Regions from separate parts of the Capra hircus genome. Here region 2 is linked to region 1. A link is a contact called in public Hi-C data. All regions are on one chromosome and are shown on one strand. The core of a region is the stretch at or near the end of the contact, and the rest is flanking DNA. Distances in the headings are between cores, read along the strand shown.

Region 1 (5,845 bases), core at 1,415-3,914:
AAGCTGCGGGAGCGTCACAGCCACCCCAAGTGTTATGTGTGCGCCAACTATGGCAGCAGTCTGAAACAGAAGGGCCATTTCTTTGTGGAGGATCAGATCTACTGTGGAAAGCATGCCCAGGAGCGAGTCACCCCACAGAGGGCTACGCTGTGGCCAGTGTTCCCCGAATGAGCCAGCAGTTCTGGACCCAATGCTGTTTTCCACACAGCCTCGCTGCATCTTGTCCTCTGAACACTGTGGCCCCTCTCTTCCAAATTCTCACTTACATTGGTTTTATCACTGATTATTAAACTTCACGTCCCCCTCTGTGCTAAGTGACCCACTCTGGCTGTGTGACGCCTGCTGTTACAATTAAAGGAAGGCAGTCTTGCTCAGCGTCCCCTTGCCAGCATCACTGTCTTCTCTTCCCCTCCATTCATCTCTGCTGCAAATGGACATCAGCCAAATTTGAACCAAATTTAATGTCTGACAATGATTTTTATTTTACTCAATAATTTAACAGATTTAAAAAACTCAAAAGTTCCATGTATTTGTCAGAAGGATTAAAATATAAAGATTAGAGATAAATAAAAATAGAGGGGGGAAAAACTGGAGAAAATAAAAAACACCAATCTTGGTCCTTTGAAAAGATCAACAAACTAGGCAGACTTTTAGATACAATGACTAAGGAAAAGATTAGAGACTCAAATTACTAAAATCAGAAACGCAAGTTGGGACATAGTATAGACTGTACATATATAAAAAGAATTAGAAAAGAATACTAAGAAAAATTTGTATACCCAAAATAGGCTAACTTAGATGAAATAGACAAATTCCTAGAAACACACAATCGACCAAAACTGACAAAAATGAAAAAAGATCTCAAGAGATTTCTAAATAGCAAGGATACTGAATCAGTAATCAAACATGTTTCAACAAAGTAAAGCCCTAGACCAGATGGCTTCTTTATCAAACACATAAGAAAAATTAACAACAGTCCTCGAACTTTTCCAAAAAGTTGAAGAGGAGGGCTCGATTCTTACTCATTTATTGGCCAGCATTACTCTGATATCAAAGCCAGACAAAGAAACAACAAGAAAACAAAACTACAGACCAATATCCCAACATCCCTTATGAATATCAATGCAAAAATCCTCAAGAAAATACTAGCACTGAATTCAGCAACATTTTAATGTGAGGATCAAGTGGGATATAAGGATAGTTTAACATATAAAAATCAATTAATGCAATACACCTCAATAACAGAATGAAGGAGGCAAAACTCACACGATCAACTCATGTGAATCAGAAGAAGCATTTGACAAAATTCAACAGCATTTCATGATTTAAAAAAACCTCAATAAAGCAGGAATACAAGACCACTTTTTCAATATGATAAAGGCTATATATGAAAACCCCACAGTTAGCATCATACTCAATGGTAAAGGCAGAAAGTTTTCCCCCTAAAATCAGGAATAAGACAAGAATGTCTGTTTCCATTTCTGTTTAATATAGTGTACTAGCCAGAGCAATTAGGTAAGAAAATGAAACAAAAGCACTCAAATTGGAAGGGAACCTATAAAGTTATCTCTGTTGGCAGATTACACGATCTTACAAATAGTAAACTTGAAAAGACCACAACACAGACATACATTCAGAGCAAATAAACTAATTCAGCAAAATTGTAGGATACAAAAATCAACAAAAATTAGTTACATATCTATACACTAGTAAGGAACAAATGATGATACTATCCACAGGCTCATTGTGTTTCCTATCAAAATTCCAAAACTATTTTTTGCAGAATAGAAAAACTTATTGTAAGATTCATGGAATCTCAAGGGACCCTGAATAGTTAAAGTTGAAAAAGAACAGAGTTGAAAGATTCTTAAGTTCAAAACTCACTACAAAGCTACAGTAATCGGGATTTCCCTGGTGGGCCAGTGGCTAAGACTCTGCACTCATAATGCAGAGGGCCCCTGTTCAAGCCCCAGTCAGGGAACTAGATCCCACATGCTGCAACTAAAAAATCCTGTATGCTGCAATGAAGACCGAAGATCTCACATGCTGCAGTTAAGACCTGGTGTAGCCAAATAAATAAATAAATATTAAAAAAAAAGCTACAGTAATCAAAGTAATTGGCATTACAATAGACAAATAGATCAATGGAATAAACAGCCTCTCAAATAGACTGTCACATGTATTAATATATGGACAACTGATTTTTGACAAGGGTTATGAGATGATTAAAAGGGGAAAGGACAGTCTTTTCAAGAAATGATTCTGGAAAACTGTATATTCACATGCAAAAGAATGAAGCTGAAGAAATTAATTTGAAATGAATCAAAGACCTAAATGTAAGAGTGAAAACTATAAAAATTTTAAAAGAAAACATGGAAAAAGAGAGTGACGTCAGTTTAATGATGGTTCAAGTGCTCCCTCTGTCTCTTCCTTCAGTCTACAACCAGTAAAACATCCATAACTCAACTCTGCCCAGCAGACCAGGATGTTGGAGAATTGCACATGTCTATACCTAAAGACAATGGAACACCAACAGGAGGTGGAATCCAGGCAACGGCAGAATCACTGCCTGCACCGCTTTGCTGCTATGGCGGAGCCAGCAATCCCAGAGAAGCTGCAGCAGGGGAGGTGGTCCACGAACCACCAGCCTTTTGGCTGCAGTGGCGCTCACAACCAAAGGCACCATTCCTCCTACCCGCAGTGGCGCTGCCTGGAAACCAGCAATGCTGGTCACAGCAGAGATACCTGCTCTCCAGCTCCCCTTCCCCCTCCCCTACTCCCACAGTAACAAAGCCTGCACCTCGGTAGATCCCAAACGCGGTGAAGTGCCTGTGATCCTTGTGCCCCAAGCGTCGATGCCAGCAGCATCAAGGCACCAAAGACCACTGAGGCGCAATGACAACAGAGAAAATGACAAGGAAAGTGCCAACTCTCAAATACAACCAGAGGCAGCGCAGGTAAGAGAAACCAAAATTTGTGCTATAGCGCCACCTACTGAAAACCTAGAGAAAGGCCTCTGATTTCTAACCTGTAGAATTCCTAGAATCAAAATCAAGTAGGGTGGGCTGCGGGAAGCTTTACTAAAAAAGAAAGATGTTTGGTACTTCAAATGTGCCAGAAGGGGAACAACTCATCAAGCACAATGAAGAACCATGGTAACATGGTATCACAAAAAGAAAATGAATGTTCTCCGGAAACCAAACTCAGTCTCAGAACAATGAGATTTGATAGACCGTTCAAATGAAGCGTCAGACAGAAACTCAACCAGCTTCAAGAAAACTCAGAAAGGCAGTTCAATGTGTTCAGGAATAAACTTAGTGAACAGAAGTAATACTTTATAAAAGTGATTGAAACTCTAGAAAAGAAATTCTGGAGCTGAAGAACTTAACAAATGAGACGAAGAAAGTACTGGAAAGACAGCAGGCCATATGGAAGCTTGAAGATGGAAATCTAGAAATGATACAGGTAGAAAAGGAGGGAATTAAGACCAAAAAATGAGGAACTTCTATGAGGACTATCTAAGTCAATTAGGAAGGGCAACATTAGGATAATGGGTATACCAGAAGGAAACCAGAGGGAGAAAAGAACACACAGTTTATTTCAAGAAATAATAGCTGAGAACTTCCCCAAACTGGGGAAGGAACTGGATATGTAAGAAACTAAGAGAACATTTAATTACCTCATGCAGAAAGACCTTTTCCAAGACACATTATATTAAACCTGTTGAAACTCAGTGGCAGAGAAAGAATTTTAAAGGCAGCCAGCCATGGCGGGGGCGGGGGGGTGAAGGGGTGAAGGGGTTGGTGGGGGTGGGGGGAAGATGTTAACTTACAAAGTAAGCTATTAGCAGGTTTCTCAGAATAAACTCTACAGGTCAGCAGGGAGTGGCATATCCTACACATGATACTGAAAGATAAAAACTGCCAGTCAAAAATATTCTTTTCAGCAAAATTATCATTCAAATATGAAGAAGAAATAAAGGCTTTCCCCCAGACAAACTACACCTGAGAGAGTTCATCAACACTGTAACTGCCTTACAAAAAAACACTGAAATGACCTCTTCTACCTGAAATGAGAAGGAAAAAGTATACACAACTTTGAGTAGGGTGACAGAGAAAACTGAAACTCTAACATCAGAATATTAAACGTATCATAGAAAAAAGGTTAAAGGGAAATAATTTATAAAAATAACTTATAGCTACTTCAATTTGGTAACAAACTTGTAACAAGAAATAATTGAGGAAATCAGACATCTAAGACATAAAAGGGGAGAAGGAAAAGGTCAGAACTCATATAGGCAAGTAAAAACAAGATGCTGTCAACAGAAAAAAGGATATTTTAACTATGAGACATTTTATACAAACTTTACAGTAACAACAAAACATAAAAAGATGAAACTGAAAAAAAATCCCAGAAAAGCTCCAAACAGGAACCTAAGGAAAAAACCACAATGGACATACAGAGCAACCAGAAAACAAAAAATGAAAATGAAATGGCAGTACTATATTTTCATTTATCAATATTCATGCTAAATGTAAATGGACTGAATTCACCAATCAAAAGTCACAGAGTGGCTGGGTGAATTAAAATGCAAGACCCAACTATATGCTGCCTCCAGGAGACTCACTTCAGCTCTGCAGACAAGTAGGCTTAAAGTGAAGGGATGGAAGATGATGTTCCAAGCAAATGGTAGCCAGCAAAAGCAGGAGTAGCCAAACTCACAACAGAAAAAACAGGCTTCAAGCCAAAAAAGGTAACAAGAGACAAAGATGGACATTATATAATGATAAAGGGGACAATTCATCAAGAAGACATAATAAGAGTTATTCATATACATGCACTTAACACAGACGCATTAAACCAGAAGGACTGGATAGATTCGCACAGAACATTCTATCCAAACGGAGAATCCACTTTCGTCTCAAGTGCACATGAAGTATTGTCAAGAACAGACCATATGTTGGGACACAAAACAAACGTTAATGAAGTTAAGAATGGAATTATATCAAGTATCTTTTCTGAGCACAAAAGTGTGAAGTTAGATATCAACGACAAGAAGAAAGCTGAGAAAATCTACAAATATGAGAAGGCCAAACAAATGCTACAGAGTAAGAATTAGATCACCAAAAATAAAATAAAATACATGAAGACAAATGAAAATACGACATACCAAATCTATGGGGATGCAGCGAAAGCAATACCAAGAGGGAAAGGTGCAGTTATACAGGCCTACCCCGAGAAACCTGAAAAATCTCAAATCTAACCTTACATCTAAACGAACTATAAAAAGAAGAATGAAGCCCAAAGTTAGTAGAAGGCAAGAACTAATAAAAATCAAAGCAGAAATATGTGAAATAGACACTAAAAAGACAATAGGAAAGACAGATGAAATTCGGAGATGCTCCTTTGAAAAGATAAACAAAACTGACAAAACTTTTGCTAGTCTACGAAAAAAAGAGAGAAGGATCTGATAAATAAAAGAGGAGAAATAACAAGGATACCACAGAAATATAAAGGATGACAAGAGAATATTATGAACAACTATATGACTATGAATCAGACAACCCAGAATGGACAAATTCTTAGAATCATCCAACCTTCCAAGACTGAACCATGAAGAAACAGAAAATTTTAAGAGACTGATCACTAGTAAAGCGGTCGAAATAATAAAAAATTCCCCCCCCCAAAACAAAAGTCCAGGACCAGATAGCTTTACATGTGAATTCTACCAATCATTCAAGATTTAATACCTATCTTTCTCAATCTCTCCCAACAAACTGAAGAAGAGAGAATACTTCCTACTCATTCCATTAGGCCACCGTTACACCGACAGCAAAACCAGGGA
Region 2 (5,845 bases), core at 1,809-4,308, 69 kb before region 1:
CATTAGTGTGGAGAGAGGCTCCTGGAAGCCACATTATTTCTCATCATTAAAGTCAGTCCGAGTTTTCCAACAAAAAGGAGGATAAATGAATCGGACCTGGCAGGCCCGGCAGCCAGCTCCTCAGCCCAGTAATCGCTCCCTTATTGTTCTTTCCCATTAAAATGATGATAAAACAAACCATATGGCATTTACTGTTCTTGCTTTTAGAAAGAGACATTTTACCATGGGACCCTGGAGAGAGTGGAGGGGCCCTTGCGCCCTTCCAGGGGCAGTCACAATAATGGCAGTGGCCGTGGGTCAATCTTGCACTTTCATGCCCTTACTTCAATTCTTCATGGGCAGAATCTACTTTTCCTGTGTTTATAAAAATATACACATATGAAACCATCTCTTAGGTGTTGGTGTGGGCAGGTTGCAGTGATCTGAAAAAAAGCCAGAGTATATTTACACAGAAACATCTAGATGAAATACATTCTATTTGTCATTATGGAATATTAAACATCTGGCCTGCTGATTAATTTTTTACTTTTCAAACCAGCATTTTTGGCATGGTACAGTCACAGCTTGAGAGATTCTTCACAGCCAATGCCATGGCTGTTCTACTTGAGTGATATTCAAATACCGAACATCAGGTTTGGCATGAATGCCAGCCCCAAATAGCCGGCATCGATGTGTACCAGCTGGTGGCAGTCCTGGCTATCCTTTCACTCTGTGAGTGGAGGGAAGAGGAGCGGACACTGAAGTAAGACTTCAGATGGCATTTCCATTTATCCTAAGGCCTTGCTCTAACAGGAGGTGGAATGATGCTGGTGAAAATGCTGAGTGTTAGGTGACCCAGCATCCCCTGGGAACTCAGCTCCTAGGGCTGGTGCTGGCCTGTCTGCTCACTCCCAGGGCAGGCCTGCGGCCGCTGGCTGTCCTCCCGATACCAGAGCAGGAGAACACAGGTACCAAGGACTTGGAATCCGAAGATGGATAATTTGTGATATCAAAAATGACACTCTAAATTGGTTCCAAATACAAGGATGTTTCGTGATGGTGCTGGTGCTGATTCTCTCACACAGCTTCATGCTTCAAATGTTTTTCAGCCAAATAAAGAGGCCTAATAGCCATCAAACTCCTGTCCAATATAATTACTGTAAATCATTATAAATGAGCTCTAATACTGCTAGGAACATAGATGCTCGGCCATGGTCACGGGAAATGAGGCCAAGAGATTGTTTCTCTGAGGGAATGTGAGATCACACTGTGCTCTCAAGACTCACCTGAACCTCTGTTCAGAAAGCAAAGGAAATATCCCCAAAATGTCTTGTGAAAGAGTGCCATCAAAGGTGGGAAAACAGTGGAATGCAATATCATTCCAGGAGAAAAATGAGTGGCTACACCCCCCAGGAATCAGTGTTTTAACAGTTGTCATGGAAGAAAGCACTGAGGCTTACAGAGCACTGACTGGGTTGCGAGGCATCATTCTAGGGACTTGACACCAATTACCTACCTTACGAGGTAGGCTTGGAGGTAGCCCTCCCAGGTTGCAACTTTCCCTCTTGACATCCATTCGGTTCACACCAATTGTTGATACCCTCTAGGTGCTTTTGGTTGTGGTAAGTGCTGGTGTGCCCTGCAGACACAAGTTTGAAGATGTTGAAGGGAGGGCCAACTGGTGGGAGGGGACAGGAACGAGGGGAAGCTTCAGGAAGAGAGAGGAAAGAGGAAAGTGGTGGAGGAATGGTAGGGCTTATGCTTTTACCTTGTATAACTTTTTTTTCAGTCCTCAAATTTCAGGTGGGTAAAGTCTATCTGTATTTGGCTGGTAACAATGTTGCTAATGCATGTGTGATTACAGTCCCAGGGAAGCAGGGCCCGGGTTGCAAAGGTCAGCATTTGAGCAGAACCTTGAGAACAGACAAGGCTCTCCTTGTTGTCACCCACACCTCACCACCATGATGTGGATGTAAATTCCATGTAAAAATATGAAGTTTGTATTACTGGTCTCTGTGGTCCCAAGCAGGATTTAGACTCAGACCACTGCCCTCCACCCCACACCTGGCCTGCCCCAGGCTCCTCTGGGAACCTGCCTGCCCAGCCTCCCTGCAGTTTGCCCCCTCCTTGTTAAGATGGGCTCCATAGGGCCATTACACTCAGTAAGGGCGCCAGATTTAGCAAATAAATTGCAGGACATCACTTAAATTCAAATTTCAAACGAACAACAAAAACAGTTTTTAGCTTAAGTATGTGTGCACCCTACAGTATTTGCTGCTGCTGCTGCTAAGTTACTTCAGTCGTGTCCGACTCTGTGCGACCCCATGACGGCAGCCCACCAGGCTCCCCCGCCCCTGGGATTTTCCAGGCAAGAACACTGGAGTGGGTTGCCATTTCCTTCTCCAATGCATGAAAGTGAAAAGTGAAAGGGAAGTTGCTCAGTCGTGTCCGACCCTTAGCATGGACTGCAGCCTATCAGGCTCCTCCATCCATGGGATTTTCCAGTATTCGGGACTTAAACAAACAAAAGGAAAAAAAAAGTTTTTTTCATTTATGTTTATCTGAAATTAAAATTTAACTGAGATGTCCTGTGTATTATCTGACAACCTAATACCCAGCCTCTGAGAGACTTCCTTTCAGCTCCAGCAAGCCCAGGTCGTCCCAGCTGGTTCCTGGTTTATCTGGAATTCATTGATCCGGGCTTCAGAAATGGCCCGAGCAACCCCCACCTCCGACCCCTGGCCCAACCGCTGTGAAGAGAGCCCCGTGCCAGACTGGGGGGTGAGACGACCTGGCAGGGTCTGCCTGGGTGAACCCTTGGTTCCAGTTCCGTGGGAGCGCATCACTGTTGTAACGTGGGAAGCTCCAAGTACGAGTGCCGCCTTTAACTCTCGAATTGAGGTGGGCTGGGGCGGAAGGCTCCAGGAGAAGGTGGTCTCGGAGGGGGACACCCCGCGGGAGGGCGGCACCTGGGGGCCGGGAGAGCGGGGCCGCGGAGCGGGGGCGGAGCGATGCCGCGGGAAGCCCAGCCTCCTGAGCTCATCGGGGTAACGCAACCACGGCCGGGCCCCGACTCTGGCCACCAGAGGGCGCGCTGGCTTGTGAAATGATTCTCCGCCACCAGGAGGAAAACGCCCTGCGTTTCATTCCGGTTAGAGGTTCTCTTTCTTTGCTCTGAAACTAAACGAGAGAAAACCGAGGGTACATCCCCTCCTCTGTGACAGCGAGGGGTCTTCCTGAAAGCCCCATGAGAGCAAGGGGCTCAGAGGCACTTAGGCGGTGGGCAGGAAGTACTGGACTGGAGGGAGGGAGGTGGGGAGGAGTGGAGAAAGGAAAGAGAGAAGAAAGGAGGGAGGGAGAAAGGAAGGCAGGCAGGCAAGGCAAGGCGGGAGGGAAGAAGGGTGGAGAGAGGACAGGCCGCTGTTCTTGCTGGGTCAGGACCCACATGGTGATCTCAGTGGTCCAGCCCAGGGCTTGACACACCAAAGACGCTTGATGAAACACTGGTTGAAAGAGAGAACGAGTGGCCCCCCAGGAGGGGAAGCACTGAGAACCAAGCATTCAGGGTACTGATGGTGGTCTAGAGGGAAGCCTGGGAAGGAGAAGGGGTAGGAGGGCGCAGGAGGGAAGGGGAACATTTCAGAAAGAGAGAGGCGCAGTGAAAGTGGTGTAGAAATCACACCATGGCTTTCACACTTAGACTGTATAACTTCTTTTTCAGACCTCAGTTTCCACATCATGGATGTACTTGGCACTTGCCACCTGTTAACAGTGTTGCTCATGAATGCATCCTCTCTCTCCTACTGAGGTTCTCCAGGGCAGACCCTGCCAGGTCATCTCACCCTGAAGAGTCTGGCACAGGGCTCTCTTCACAGCCAGTGGGCAGGTGGGGGATGCTTGGGCCATTTCTGAAGCCTGGGTCAATGTCAGTTCAGTTGCTCAATCGTGTCCGACTCTTTGCGACCCCATGGTCTGCAGCACGTCAGGCTTCCCTGTCCGTCACCAACTCCCAGAGCTTGCTTAAGCTCATGTCCATCGAGTCAGTGAGGCCATCCAACCATTTCATCCTCTGTCGTCCCCTTCTCCTCCTGCCTTCAATCTTTCCCAGCATCAGGGTCTTTTCCAGTGAGTCTGTTCTTTGCATCAAGTGGCCAAAGTATTGGAGTTTCAGCTTCAGCATCAGTCCTTCCAATGAATATTCAGGGTCAATGAACTCCAGATGAACCAGGAAGGGGAGTTTATCTCACTGGGAGGCCCTGGGTCGGTTGGGCCTGTAGGAGCTGAGGGGAGGTCTCCTAGAGGCTGGGTAGGAGCCAGGGTTGTCAGACAAAACACTGGATGGCCTAGTTCAATTTGAATTTCAGTGGTCAAAAGAGAAACATGTGACCATGTGACAGTGCTTTGTAAACCATAAAATGTGTGTGATAATGAGGAGCTGTCGGCCAGTATCATTGTTAATCTCTTCTTCCCCTAAAAAAGTCAGGACAGTGTGTTGAATAAAAGGAGGAAAGGAGGGAGGGAAGGAGGAAAGAGTGAAGGGAGAGGAGAGAAGGCAGGAGGCACACTGTAGGTGTGATCAGCATTTCCTCTTCCCTTCTGTCCATTTGCTAAATATTCTAGGGACCCAGGGCTTTGATTTTCTTATGTCAGGTGAGCAGGTTTCTTCATTATGCAGCTAGCATTTACTGAGCCCGTGTTTCTGCCCTCACAAGAGGGAACCTTCTAGCGGGGCACAGCCTGTACCCCACACAATTCCCCATAGGTCCACAAGACCTCAGTTTACACTTCTATAGGAAGTTTCTCCTGTCATCTAGGCAGCTGAGGGATGGGATTGATTTCTCCATTTCTCCATTTTAGAGACAGGAGGCAAGGTTCAGGGACCCCAAGTGCTGCCCGAGGTGACCACAGAGAGTGGTCAGACTAATAGCCTCTTTTCAGACTAACACTCCAAACGTAGTGATCTGATAAGTGCATCAAGAGGAAAGTGATCTTGTTTGTGGAATAAATGAGAACGCTGTGGAAAACTGGAAACAAGCGGGGTGAAGCGGCTCCATGCCTCCAGCCCACGGAAGGCTGAGCCACTGCTCCCCTCGCTTGTCTGTTTCTGGGGTGACTGTCGTGGCTCGCACAGTTGTGTGCCCTTCGTGCTCTGCCAAGCCTCCCACACAGAGGATTGCTTAATCCCCACAGCACCACGGACAGGCCCTCAGGTTGAGTGACGTCTCCAGGGCCGCACAGCTGGAAGGTAGGGACTCTGAGCATAGGGCTCTCTGAGTCTTGCTCAGGCTGTGAACAGTGCCCGGGACATGCAGATATGGAAAAACCGATAGTTCTTACCTGCCAGATCTTGACAGGGTTCTGTCTCTGAGCAGCCCTCTCGACTGCAAAGCAGCTCTGTGTGTGCTGACCTGGCAAAATGCCTCCGAAGCCTTGATGAGTGAGTGAAAAGGGAAGTTGTGGAACTCTGCAGGCCAGTGCACTGGGAACAAAATGTCCCGTGGGCTCATATTTTTGTTTCTGTGAGGGATAACTCTGAGAGGGTATTAACCGCTGTCTCCGATGGTCACCTCCACGGGGAGTGGAACTGAAGAGGGGGAGGGGAGGGAGAACATCCAACATTCTGTGATATTGGCTGCTGTCTGAGTTTCTTGTAACAATCCTTATCCTTCAGGAACGTTGAAAATGGAATGTTTGTAACAGGGAAAATGTAGAGACAACCCGAAGGCCCAGGCCAACCCTGGAGGGCTTCCCGATCTGTCTAGTCAGGCTGCCCTTCCAGCCCAGCCTGAAATAGGGTTGAAGGTGAGACACATCTAAGGGTGGGAATCAGTCCAGAGCTGAGTCAAAGGAAAGAGAATTGTGCGGC

What was found. Hi-C and Micro-C count contacts between places; a contact is called where the count stands out from the background.
Region 2: a contact with region 1 is called in a Hi-C map of liver, with 4 times the contacts expected there. The contact joins two enhancer-like sites. A contact is called at or near these places in 3 of 5 Hi-C or Micro-C datasets (blood and liver).

Annotation. Positions count from the first base shown.
Region 1 is chr18:21,782,115-21,787,959 of ARS1.2, reverse strand. The region is part of intron 7 of NETO2 (neuropilin and tolloid-like protein 2); the gene reads right to left. It also overlaps the pseudogene LOC106503095. Among named protein-coding and RNA genes, the nearest start is that of NETO2, 50 kb to the right of the region's middle. Within about 2 kb of position 2,664, at least 1 of the 5 cell types and tissues checked has an H3K27ac peak or open chromatin away from gene starts, as enhancers often do.
Region 2 is chr18:21,851,819-21,857,663 of ARS1.2, reverse strand. It overlaps LOC108637964, which reads left to right. Exons shown (of 2, transcript XR_001919443.1): 2 at 1-177. Among named protein-coding and RNA genes, the nearest start is that of DNAJA2, 44 kb to the left of the region's middle. Within about 2 kb of position 3,058, at least 2 of the 5 cell types and tissues checked have an H3K27ac peak or open chromatin away from gene starts, as enhancers often do.